2 separate regions of the Sus scrofa genome follow, and region 2 is linked to region 1. A link is a contact called in public Hi-C data. All regions are on one chromosome and are shown on one strand. The core of a region is the stretch at or near the end of the contact, and the rest is flanking DNA. Distances in the headings are between cores, read along the strand shown.

Region 1 (3,638 bases), core at 766-3,265:
ACCAGGCAAGCCATGCTGGAGGTCACAGAATAGAAAGGCTAACAGGCCAAATTGAAATGCTTATGGTTTACCAAATAAACTTAAAACACAGTGAGAAACAAAAGGAGAGATAGTAAATTAACACTTAGGTGTGAGTGGACAGACCACATTGAGTGCTAGGGTACACAATGCTTGTATATCTTGTGTTTTTCTCTCTGCCATGTTAGGCTTCCCTGATGCTGATGAAGACAGAGCTGAGGTGTGAGCAAGTGGTCCCAAACAGAAGGTGCCTTGGATCAATGACATATGCTTATGGCAACTCTCATAAGTCCAAGGAGCAAATGAGGAATTCAAGGACTGCAAAGCCAGTTGGTTGCTTCTATATAAGACAGAGAGCTTAGGGGGAAAAAAAAAAAAAAAAAAAAAAAAAAAGAGTAACAAGCTCAAAGTCCCAAGATATGTGCTCAAGTCACTTGTCAGGGAATCAGAAACTTTGTTACTTTACTAAAAGAATGTCTTATTTCCTATATCCTCAGGCTGAAATTATCTAAAACTAACCTCAAAGTTTTATCTTGCACATAATCTTTAGGCATAACTCATTACTCAGTGTTCCCAAAACAAGTATTTCCTCCTTACCTTGGTGTTTTTGCTCACACTATACCCCTAAGGTGCAACATTTCTCATGCACTGCACTAACCATTCTGCATGACTTGATATTCATCCTTCAAGATCTACTTTCAACCAACTATGCCAAGTTTTATGATTTCTCCTCTGTATCTCACTAGTTTTTTTAAAAATAAATATTCTGCTAATATATCACACAGAACATTGCGTTTAGTTTTATCGGCATGGATCAACCTCATCTCTCTCTCTACATATATATCTTCCCTTAAATCCTCCACTTGTAGTGCCTGTGCAGGAAGGGGCTTTGTAACCTTAGCATGTAGCAATTAACTGATTGCTCTATATTATTATTTTTTGGTTGCAGCATGCAGTGGCTTGATGTGGAATCTCAGTTCTCAGACCAGGGATTGAACCCGGGCTGCAGCCGTGACAGCCTTAAGTCCTAACCACTAGACCACCAGGGAACTCCCAATATAGGTTATTGGGAGAAGTAATACACACATAGTGCTTGAAATATAAAGGATATCAGGGAACCAGTCACAGTGGTTTGTTTCTGGGGAGAAAACTAAGGCATAGAGGGAGAAACCCCCAGTTTTCCTATGTGCATGTATTATCTATACTACATAACAAATACATAATTTTATGAAGTCGGCTCTTCCATTGTCTAGAACAGATTTTTAAAAAACTTAAAAATTATAGTTGATTTATAATGTTGTCAACTTCTGCAATTACAGCAAAGTGACCCAGTCATACACACATATACACATAACATTTATAATGTTGTCAACTTCTGCAGTTACAGCAAAGTGACCTGGTCATACATACATACATATACACATAACATTTTTTCTCACATTATCTTGCATCATGTTCTATCACGAGTGATTAGATATAGTTCCCTGTGTTGAATAGATTTTCACATCTTATTTTCAGTGAGAAAGGCAAGTTGTAGAAGAAATAGAACATATAATCCTATTTTTATAAGAAATCAGAAATTCTAAACCAAAAATATCTTACCTATGGATTTTTTTTTGGGGGGGGGGGCAGGGGATTGGATGAAGCCAAAGGAGAAAGGCTGAGGCGGGAGAAAGGAAGGGAAAGAGAAAAGTCAAAAAATGTGCATCCCAACATGCCAGCGAGGCCCAGCCCCAATCCACCCACCAAGCCCATGCTCCGTTCCATTCCCCGCGCATCCGGCTTGGTCCTTAGCTCAGTCCATCAGGCTTACGCCCCGTCCCTAACCCCACTCTCCAGGTCCAGTGTGACCCCACCCCAGAGCCTAACCCCATTCCTCTCCCCAGGAAGGAAATTAGAATTTCTTCTCTGAGGATAGATTAAGAGGTCAACCTTTTCGCCACCGCTGCAAGTTCCTCCGGCCAAGAGTGCCAGTGCGCCGGCCACTTCCGCTCCCGGCGGCCCTGAGACCGGAAGCGGAAGTGCGCATTGGCGGCGGATGGTGGCGGCTGTGTAGGGACGCGCGGCGCGCTGCGGTGGGAGTGTCTCTCGCCAATCTGCAGGTGCGGCCCGGCCCCTCTCGAAGGCTCGGAGGCCTCGGCTGTCGCGGGGAGTGGCCGGAGGGTTTAGGACGTTCGCCCAGGCGGACGTGCTTTCTTCCGTCGTAGCCTGGGGGCCAGGATGGGGCCCGCACAGCTCGGCTCTGCGGCCGGTCTACCCCTGCCCAGTCTGTCTCCCTCAGGTACCGTTCGTTCTAGCAGACGGGACTGTTATCCTACTATTGAAAGAGAAATCTCGAAGTACAGTCTAGGTCCGTTGACATCGGCCCCAGCACTCACTTGTCCTCTTTGATTTGTAGGCCTAGCGTATCTCCCTTATGCAGGATAACTGTTTATTAATCACGTTTTATTTCGTATTGCATTTCAGATTATTTAGCTTCGCAAATGGAAATCTAGGTCTGAGTCTACATGTGCAAATTGGTTTGGGTGACTTGGCATGTGAATTTTAAAAATTGAATGTACCCTCTATCAAGTGATGAATTAGATGAGTTTAGTTTTTTTTTTTTTTTTGGTGACTGACATTTTGCAGTTTCTTAGCTTAGGACCTGTTAACTTAGCTTTCCTTTCCTTTTCCTTTCTCTTTTTTCATTGTTTTCTTTCTTTTAAAAGAACTTTTAATTTGTGAATTTTACTTTGTATAAGTTTTCTTCACCGCAGGTCAGTGTGAAGAAAAGCTCTTTCTCACTTATGTCATAAGGCTAACATACAAGAAGGGTAAGACTATTCATTTCTTTTCAAATTGGCTCCAGCCTGTAAATCATCGTAAAATTTCAAAACATGAGACTCCAGGAAAAAGATAACATAAGCTTTGTTAGTACTGGGAATTGGAATTGAGTTGGTAATAAATGAGATGTCTTTTTTAAATAATAGGGTTAAGACTCACTTCTTTTTTTTTTTTTTTTTTTTTTGTCTTTTTGTCTTTTTGTTGTTGTTGTTGTTGTTATTGTTGCTATTTCTTGGGCCGCTCCCGCGGCATATGGAGGCTCCCAGGCTAGGGGTCTAATCGGAGCCGCAGCCACTAGCCTACGCCAGAGCCACAGCAAGGCGGGATCCGAGCCGCGTCTGCAACCTACACCACAGCTCACGGCAACGCCGGATCGTTAGCCCACTGAGCAAGGGCAGGGACCGAACCCGCAACCTCATGGTTCCTAGTCGGATTCGTTAACCACTGCGCCATGACGGGAACTCCCAAGACTCACTTCTAATGAATGAGGAAATGAGGAAAAAATTAATTCTGGAGGAAAATTAAACATCAGATTTCAATTTAATGAGTGAGTTGTTTGTTTTCAAGGAGAAATCATGTCCCACTTTGTCTTTTTAGAAAGAATAAATGTTTTTTAGAGACATATATAATCTAATGTTGTGATTTTTGTTATATGGACGGGCATTTTAAGTCATTTTTATTTTTGACTTTGTGGTTGTGTGTGTGAGTGTGTGTACAGGAACAAGTCTTTTTAGTTTAGCTATACTGAATTATTCTTTTTTTTTTTTTTTTTTTTTGGTCTTTTTGCCTTTTCTAGG
Region 2 (3,638 bases), core at 737-3,236, 110 kb before region 1:
GGAAGGGGTGGGGGAAGCCTGACCGGAGCCTGGTCAGCAAAGTGTTGGGGAGACAGCTGGAGGGGGAGATGGGTCAGGAGAGGAAATAACAATGTATTGGCATGTTGATGGGAAGACCAATGCTGCGAGAGGAGAATGGTTGGGGCTGTCCTTGGGTAGGGGAGAGGATGGGATGGAGGGCATCAGAAGGTTCACCTGGAGCAGAGGCTTAGCCAAAGCAGGGGCAGATCACCTGGAGTAACAAGAGAGAAGGAGGGATCCCAGGCTGTGTAGCAAGCAGGGGTGAAGAGAGCCTAAAGAGCTTTTGGTTTCTTCTCTATCTCTTTTTTTCTTAGTGCTGTGGTGCCTGCTGCGTGTGGAAGTTCCCAGGCTAGGGGTTGAATCAGAGCTGCAGCTGCCAGCCTATGCCACAGAGACGTTAGGTCTGAACCACATCTGTGAACTACACAGAAGCTCACGGCAATGCCAGATCCTTAACCCACTGAACGGGGCCAGGGATCAAACCCGCATCCTCATGGCTACTAGTTGGGTTTGTTACCACCGAGCCACAGTGGGAACTCCTGGATGCTTCTCTTATGAAGATGCAAAAACTAGCTGAAAGGAGGTGATGGAGGCTGAGAGAGAAGGTGTGAGACAGTGGCCTAAGGGGGAGCAACAGAGAGGGCCAGGGAATGCCACATAAAAACCAGCAGCATGAAGGGTCAACTGGGGGAGCAACTGAGAGACCAGTCAGGGAAGTTGGATGTTCTTCTCCCATGACATTCAGCTACACAAGGACAGGAGACAAGAAGAGCTGGCTTTAACCAGGGTTTTGGTTAAGCACGAGAGAGGAATGGGGGTCAGGGGGGTGGCTGTGGGTGTTTGCAAAACTCATCATGGGCAAAGCTGGGTGTGAGGCTCAGTAACATGATAAGGAGGTGGGTGTACTGATGGGCTGTAGGTTCAGGGAGAGCTGAAGGGACTACCAGGAGTTCAGACACTAGAGGACTGTACCTCCCAACGTTCTTCCAAATCCAAACCTCTCAGAACCACCCCCACCCTAGAGGTTTCCCTGTCTCCAAATTGTGGCCCACCTGGTAGCCAGCGCCACCTCTGGACAAAGCAAATCTGATCGTGTCCCTCCTCTGTTTAGAAGCACTAGCTCTCCCCTCTCCTTGGTTTCCTTGTGGTCAACTCCTCCGCATCCCCCTCAGGTCTTGCTTCTAGTCACAGCCTCCGGGAAGCCCGCCTTGATACTGCTTGGTCCCCCAAGATCGGCCAGGTTCCACTGTTTCCCTCAAAGAGCTGTGAGTTCCCTTTAATCGTGCCTGCTGCATCCTCGATGCCCAACTTGGAATTTGGCCCAGGACTGGCGCTCGATATGCTTGTGATATTAATACATAAAAAAAAGTATGTGCGGTGTGAGTGAGCCCCCCCTTGTTTTCTCGATCATATCTAAAAACAGGAGTGCCGTCTGGACAGATGTACCATGAGCACATCCCTTCCGTGATAAACCCTTCCATGGCTGCCCCATTAACTCCAGGGCTAAGCCCAGCCCCGAGCGCCTCATAAACCCCGTTCTCCTACTCTCTTTTACCCCCAGAGCTTTTTACTCAAACCGTGCTCTCTGCCTGGAATGCCTTCGCACTCAGGCAGGGTCACGCGCATCCTCCGTACTCCTCCGGGCCGAGATCAGGGCTGAGTATGGACACGCCGCTTTACGCTCGAGCCCACCACTGGGGACCCCGGCGTTCAGGTCTCTAGCCCAACTCCCGCCGGCCGCGCCTGCGCATTGGGCCTCACCGCGTTCCTTGCGCTCCGGGAAGCCGTAGTCAGGCGGGAAGGTGGGCATCCGCAGGGGGTCGGGCTCCTTTGATGCATCGCCCAGGTAGCGCCGGGCCAGGTGCGCCCCCATGGCTGCTGTCACACCGCAGGTTCTTGAAGCAGCCGGGGTCACCTAGCTCCTGCCCGGAAGCATTCCCCCTTGGACAGCCACAACTTCCGGGTTGCTCGGGCCGTAGCAGGGATCATAAAGATGAACGACTCCAGAGGTCTTCAGGTGTCTTTAGCGTCACCTCGCGGTTAGGAGGAGAAGCAACGCGCGCGCTCCCCACTAGGGATGGCCAGAGAAGACCTCCCTACATCTGGAAATCCATCTAGGCCGGGGAGGGTGGAGGATACGAGTTTGGGGCCTCCTCCCCCCCTCCCAGGTAACCCCTGGTCTCTCGGAGCTAGAGCACAAATGAAAACTATTATATATATATATATATATATATATTTTTTTTTTTTTTTTTTGTCTTTTTAGGGCTGGCATTTGGAGGTTCCCAGGCTAGGGATCCAATCCGGAGCTGTAGCCGCCAGTCTACGCTACAGCCACCCATAGCAAAGCGGGATGCGAGCAGCTTCTGCGACCTACACCACAGCTCACGGCAACGCTGAATTCTTAACCCACTGAGCAAGACCAGGGATCAAGCCCGCATCCTCATGGATACTAGTCTGGTTCGTTAACCGCTGAGCCACGACGGGAACACCAATATATCATATTTTTTTTGATTAAAAAAGTTTTTATTCTAAAACATTCCAATTGTCGGTAAAAAACCTGATATGTATGTCATTGGCACATATAAAAATTATATATACCGATGGTGTATGTAATTAGCTAATATAAAAAATTTAAATACAGTTAACATATATATTTTAATTAAATTTAAGTTTGCAAATAAAAGTTATTTATAAATAAAACAATTTAAAGCTGAAATTTTAAGTCCAATTGAATAGTAAAAATAAAACAAGTGGAGTTCCCTGGTGGCCTAGAAGTTATGCTGCGAGTGCAACCAAAACAAAAACAAAAAACAAAACCAAGTTGTGATTCTGGTATTCCTGTAGTTGCCACTGTAAAGAATTGCTATACAGTATATTTGAAAGTCTAATACATTATTTAATACTGCCAAATGCTTCTTGGCTTCACTGTGTACCTGTAACATAAATCTGGAATCCTGCACAATGGAACACAAGAGAGAAGCCTTTCAATGGGTGCCTGGCAGTGCTGGGAAGTGATAGTTGGCAGTGAAAGATTAGATTTCATTTGACAAGGTGCTATGGGTTGAATTGTCCCCCCCTCCCAAATATGTTGAAGTCCTAACCTCCCCACCCCCACCCCAAAAACTGTGAATGCGATCTTATTTGAAAACAGGGTCTTGCAGTTCCCATTGTGGGTCAGCAGGTTAAGGACCTGACACAGTCTCCGTGATGATGCAGGTTCTATCCCTGGCCTTGCTCAGTGGGTTAAGGATCCAGCATTGCCACAAGCTGAAGTGTAGGTCTCAGATGTGGCTTGGATCCAGCGCTGCTGTGGCTGTGGCTGTGGCCGGCAGCTGCAGCTCCTATTTGACCAATTGCTTGGGAACTTCTATATGCCATGGGGGAAGCTGTAAAAAGAAAAAAAACAAACAAACAAAAAAACCCCCCAAAACCCTGATATCTCCATTCTACAAAGCCCAGGATACACTACTAGTGTTCTAATCCAGGACACCTGTCCTCTCAAATAGAGGGGAACCCCTTTGACCCAAGTAGAGGTCTCTGGCTTGCTTTAGAAGACCTCACATATTACAAACACAAAATAAATTTACTGAAGAACAAAGGCTGCTAGTGTCACCTGA

Evidence for each region. Hi-C and Micro-C count contacts between places; a contact is called where the count stands out from the background.
Region 2: a contact with region 1 is called in a Hi-C map of undifferentiated spermatogonia, with 2.0 times the contacts expected there. The contact joins the promoter of NDUFB7 here to the promoter of ZNF333 in region 1. A contact is called at or near these places in 2 of 47 Hi-C or Micro-C datasets (epiblast stem cells and undifferentiated spermatogonia) and 1 of 2 datasets of contacts at active chromatin or transcription factors (alveolar macrophages).

The regions. Positions count from the first base shown.
Region 1 is chr2:64,606,195-64,609,832 of Sscrofa11.1, reverse strand. ZNF333 (zinc finger protein 333) reads left to right here and starts at 2,015. Exons shown (of 12, transcript XM_005654878.3): 1 at 2,015-2,120.
Region 2 is chr2:64,717,240-64,720,877 of Sscrofa11.1, reverse strand. It overlaps NDUFB7 (NADH dehydrogenase [ubiquinone] 1 beta subcomplex subunit 7), which reads right to left and starts at 1,986. Exons shown (of 3, transcript XM_003480775.4): 1 at 1,783-1,986. The coding sequence starts at 1,894.